Regions from separate parts of the Mus musculus genome. Here region 1 is linked to region 2. Evidence: chromatin contacts called from public promoter capture Hi-C data. All regions are on one chromosome and are shown on one strand. The core of a region is the stretch at or near the end of the contact, and the rest is flanking DNA. Distances in the headings are between cores, read along the strand shown. Region 1 holds the start of A530095I07Rik (a long non-coding RNA gene). Region 2 holds the start of Zfp493 (zinc finger protein 493).

Region 1 (2,700 bases), core at 111-2,610, 1.8 Mb after region 2:
TTCCGGGATATGGGTTTCATGACGGCTGGAGGTCGTTCTCCTGATTTACGGTACACAAGGAAATCAGGAAATGCCCCCTACATGGGAGGCACCCTGAGCTAGTGGACATGATGGCTGCCACTGAGCACAGTTGCCAGGCCAGGCCTCAAAGTGAGTACATGCGGGAAGACTCACAATTAGTGGGTGGCATCAGGCGAGCTGCTTGCTGAAGTGGGCGTGGACTGGGGGAGCAACCTGGGAGAACAAAAGGGGTTCGGGATCAGTGCCTTTGTCTTCACGAATTAGCCATGTGGCATTTCAACCCTCTGAAGTTTTTAAGTCCGAGACCTGTGTCATAACTTTTCAAGGTTCTATTTAGTAAAATATGAGGGCCCTACTACACTGGGGAACTGGCTCAGCCCCACTAAGGCCTAAAAATAGCAAGTTTACAGACCTGCAGATTCTTTCCTCATGACAGCAAAGCCTGGCTCGGCCCGCTGGCTGCCGGGGAGCCACACGCCCCCCCCCCCCCCCAACTCCAGACAGACCGAGGCTGGGCTCAAAGCCTTGCCTGCAGGGATATTCCAGGGGACATCGAATGCCTCCAAAGCTTGGCTGTCACTAGCAATCTCATTAGCATAGGCATGGGCTGCAGGTTGCTGACAGGTCTCCTTCCTTCTGGATTTTTCTTCTGAATTTCACCTTCTTTTTAAACTTGAGTCATTGAACTGATGGCGGCCAGAGCCTCACAGCACAGTTCCTGTGAGAGAATACAGAGCAAGCAGATTGAACATGTGCAGTGCCCACAGCAATCTGAGTCTTCAAGAATGGTCAGTTTTGTTCATTTTGGGGCTGCCCTCACAGACACTCATTGGGGAAATGTCATCTTACCTCCAGCAGAGAAATGGCAGGGGACAGTGTTTAGGCAAACTCCCCTGAGAGCAGTGGGCTGCTGCCGCCACTCCTATGCCTTGAGTTGGCACTGAGGGGGCATCTGCGCTTTCAGGAGTGTGTCGGTCCCACAGAGGAACTCTGGGCCTCGCCGGGTGTGCGCTCTGCCCTGCAGCAGTAGTCCAAGATCTTGATAGTCCAGGCAGGTGTCCAAGATGACAAATTCTCCACAAAAAGGACTGAGGTTGGTTGCGGCTACCCTGGGCCATCCGCTCTCCTCCAGCCCCTCCTCCATACACACTAGAGAAGGATATGGGCTGGGTGTTGGGGTAGCGCCCCGTGAAGTAGGGGATCCTCGGCTTTCTAGAGGGTAGCCAGTGTGTTTGACAAAGCAACGGCATGCTTTGAAATCCCTGCTCTGTACTGTTATGTGCCTTGATAAATTGACTTTTGCTCATTTCTGCTGTAGAGAACAGCACCCCCACCCCCACCCCCACCCCCACCCCCTCTGGTCTTGCCGGCTGACCAGAAAACATGACACGGAATGCTGGCTCACTCAGTCCACGTCCCCACATTCAGGTTCGGAGGGCAGATTAGCAGCCTTCCTCAGTCTCATGGCAACGATGGTCAAGTGAAGGCCTCGCTAATGCCACAGGGATGAGGTGTTGTCACCTCACTTCCCGTCTCATGGATGGCAGCGAGCTTGGGGAAGCACTGTGAACTTTATGACGGGGGCTGTATGATGTGATCCTCCGGCAGAGATCAAGAAGCGGCAGCGGGAAGCGCTCTCCTCCATGTACAGAACTTCCTCAGGTGCTGCGTCCCTGTGGCTGGCTGTCTCTCCGCTGACCTAATCCACAAACAGGGTTCCAAGCTGGCATTTGCCTGATTCTTCTTGCCTCAATCTGGCCATCTTTAAAAACAGCCCTTAACAAGTCTGTGGCTTTTTAATCATAAAAGGATCTAAAACTAACGGATGTTCTGACCCTAAGTTGTCTAGAAACAAGGAAAGAGGATCAAGACTCAAAATCTCATATTGTCTTTGTGGGTTACTATCTTATCTTAGATAAATTCATCCTTCCACGACTTTTTAAAGGTTTATTTATTTACTTATTTATTTTATGTATATGAGTACACTGTAGCTGTCTTCAGCCACCAGAAGAGGGTATCAGATCCCATTACAGATGGTTGTGAGCTTGCATGTTGTTGCTGGGAATTGAACTCAGGACCTCTGGAAGAGTAGTCAGTGCCCTTAACCACTGAGCCATCTCTCCAGCCCCTTCTGTGACTTATTATTCAGGGCATTAGCCCATGTTGTTTTGCCATGAGGTGGGTGCTGATATCCAGCAAGGGAGGGCAGGAATCCGCCCCCTGTGACACTTTACCTCAGAAAGCCAGATGAGGACTCAGATCTGACATTTCCAGTGGTCTTTAACACCAAGCCTGTGTCTGCGAGCTCACACAAAGCAAACACCACAGAGCAGGTATTCACAGCTATACTGACTTTCCACACTGTCTCTAGGGTGGGCAGTGAAGAGACTGGGAGCCAGCTCAGGTTCTCACCAAATTCTCTGTCACAGGAGTTTCTAAACAATGGCAGTACAGAAGCCCCCTGTTGGCACGGGCTGTCATTGCACCATGTACGGACACTGCATCCTTTCAGAGTGGCTTTGTTCTTGCACAGCCACTTCCTCACTGTCCATGGTCCAGAATCTGACTACAATCCTTCCTAGGATTTCTCTGTTCAGGTTCCACCCTCTCCTCCTCTGTGGATGCCTCTCCAGTGTGCACACATGCCATTACCTCTCTGGTACACTACCACACCCACCC
Region 2 (2,700 bases), core at 32-2,531:
ACCATGGTTTAAATAATAGCAATCTCTCTCTCTCTACACACACACACACACACACACACACAGCTGTTAACAAATTAAGAAAACATTTGGAAAAGTGAGTGATAGCTGTTCTTTACGGGCCTGGGAACATGAACTTGTATGACCCTGCCAGCAAGATGGAGAAGTTGCCCTTGAGATGGCTGGACTCAGACAACTGTTTAAAACAGAAGCTATTCAGCTATACGGAAGTCCCCAGCTCCCCTAGGGCCTGGAACTATGAATTTAGTTTCTCTCTAGAATTTAATGAAATCTGAAAGTGAAATCGTCATAGTACTTAGAATACGTTTCTTTTCTTGTCCCCAACAATACTTGCCTGCATTCATGAAAAACCAGGTAGAAGAGGATGAAGCTCTTGTATAGCACAAATTAGTGGATGAACATGTGTGCACTCTACTTACAGACAGACCAAAAAAAGATCCTGAGATAAATTCAGGATTTCTTCGTAAGTTAACATCAGAGAGCTGGATGTTTAACTTTGTCCAATGATTTAAAACAGCTGTGTCCCTGATCCATGCCCTTCACTGTATGGAAGTTTCCAGTGTTCACATGAAAACGTTATCCAGTTGTGGAGTCTTATCCATGTATGGCTCACACAGGTGAACAAGGAGTAGTTATGCATATGTAATGCTTGGTATTAAGCCAAGCCTCCACTGTAGTCAAGGGCTTTACCCCTTGCTCCCTAACCCTACTTGTACATTGTATTTTGAAACAAGGTCTCTTTATTTGGCCCAGGTTAGCCTTGGATTTGGGATCCTCCTGTCTTAAGTTCCTGAGCAGTTCGACTACAAGGAAGGTCACATATAGTTATTTTATAGTAATATTGAATCAGTGTGAACTTTACATGTAGAAGATTCCATAATAAGTACACTTTTGAGTTTAAATCGCAACATATTGAACAGAAATAAGTTGCAAACCTATTAAAGGTTACTGCCAAAGGCTCAATTTACATTTAAACGTGTCCTGTACTGAATTCAGCATTTCCCCCCCCTCTCTGTGTAGCCCTGGCTGTCCTGGAACTCACTCCATAGACCAGGCTAGCCTCGAACTCAGAGCCTGTCTCTGCCTCCCAAGTGCTGGGATTAAAAGCTAGCGCCGCCACCACTGCCCGGTTTAAATTTAGCATTTTAAAAGCCAACTGGCTCCCTGTGGTTGTACCAGGACACAAACTGACTGCTTCCTCCCAACCCCTTACACTCTAAGGGATTTCTTTCGCATAGAGTTGTGGGAAATGTAGTCTTGCCCATATGACGTCACAAGGAGCCAGTCAGGAAACCACGTTTCTACTCTCGGTCTGCATAGTTGCATCTTTCCCAAAGTTGAGCAAGAAAAAGGTCTTGCTCAGTACTCGGTTTGCATCTCTCACATGGAGGTTCGTCCAGGGTGCAACGCTGCCCTGCAGGCGTGAGGGTCCGCGTGGTGATGGGTCCGGAATGGATGGCGAGGGTTTGTGGATGGGAGGTGGGAAGAAGCGGACTTGGGGGTGCTGTGCTGACCTAGGCTGGACCAACCCCACGTTGGATCCAGGTCAGAGCTGCGGAAAGGGCAATGGGGTCGGCTCTGAGAGTGACCGTTTTGCTTGCACGAGGCTACTGCTGGAGTCCACCCTGCGCAGGAGAGCTGGCTCAGGACCCAGGAGTGAGAACTGCTGGAAGTCCTGGCAGGTTTCACCCTGACTGGTGTCTGATGACAGCCTGAGGCTATGACTGGGAGCGCACTCTCCTGCTTGGCTGGGGAAACTCTGCTCTCTAGCTGACTCAGGCTCACATGGTTGTAGTCAGATTTCTCAGGAAATCTAGAACCAACTGGGTGTGTGGTGCTTTCTTTACTTTATAGCTGGCCCAGGACTCTTGGAGTTGACAAAAGTTCATAACCTTGTTTATTTGCAAGTGAAGGGAGTTTTGGGAGGGCGGTTGGTGTTTGGAATGTTGGTTCCATTTTCTTGGTAATGAACTGTTAGATTTATGAACTATTTTGAATAGAAGTCCTTCGCGATCACTGTTGTGACGTCAACCCCAAGACTAACACTCCTATATGAATGAGGGCAGAATAGTCCCTTAAAGGGAAAGATTTGAGTTTTGTGTCAACCAAGTAGTTCACTCTGTAGTGTAGAGTGAAAAGTACTAGAAAATAATAGATCAGCCAGTACCTTCGGAGACTGCGTTTGGACTCCTTTTCAAAATGGAGAAACAAATTGGTGTGAGAATAGGCGTGGGTACAGGGCTGTTGGTTACAGGTGAGAGGGGGCTGAAATGTCTCTGGGGGAGGAAATAATACTGCATCCTAAGAGGTCGGTCTTCATCGCTCTTTAATGGCCAGCTGTTCTGTCTTTGCATATCATCTGCAGTGTCTAAACTCACCTAAACCAACTCTTATCGAAGAATGTGGCATCTAGGTTCCCTAACCCTCCCCAAACAGTTCTAGACAAACTCACCCAAGTACTTACAGTGTGTCAGAGAGACAAAAAGATGGAATTGAGGAGCTCTGATCACTCAGGGCCCTGTGACTGGCACCTTGTAAGCACCTTAATGAAGCCAGCCTTGAACTCCTAATCCTCCTGCCTCTACCTCCCAAGGACTAGGATTATTGGTTTGTGCCACATTGACATGGCAGGACCTACAAGGTCAGAGGATATCTTCTGGGAGTCATTCTCCCTTTCCACCA

The links. Promoter capture Hi-C pulls out the DNA fragments that hold promoters and counts their contacts.
Region 1: a contact with region 2 is called in a promoter capture Hi-C map of the HPC-7 cell line. The contact joins the promoter of A530095I07Rik here to the promoter of Zfp493 in region 2. A contact is called at or near these places in 2 of 39 promoter capture datasets (the HPC-7 cell line and embryonic stem cells).

Annotation. Positions count from the first base shown.
Region 1 is chr13:69,542,709-69,545,408 of GRCm38.p6, forward strand. It overlaps A530095I07Rik (a long non-coding RNA gene), which reads right to left and starts at 1,361. Exons shown (of 2, transcript XR_001780994.2): 1 at 871-1,361; 2 at 686-739.
Region 2 is chr13:67,778,412-67,781,111 of GRCm38.p6, forward strand. It overlaps Zfp493 (zinc finger protein 493), which reads left to right and starts at 1,282. Exons shown (of 4, transcript NM_028402.2): 1 at 1,282-1,408. The coding sequence starts at 1,403.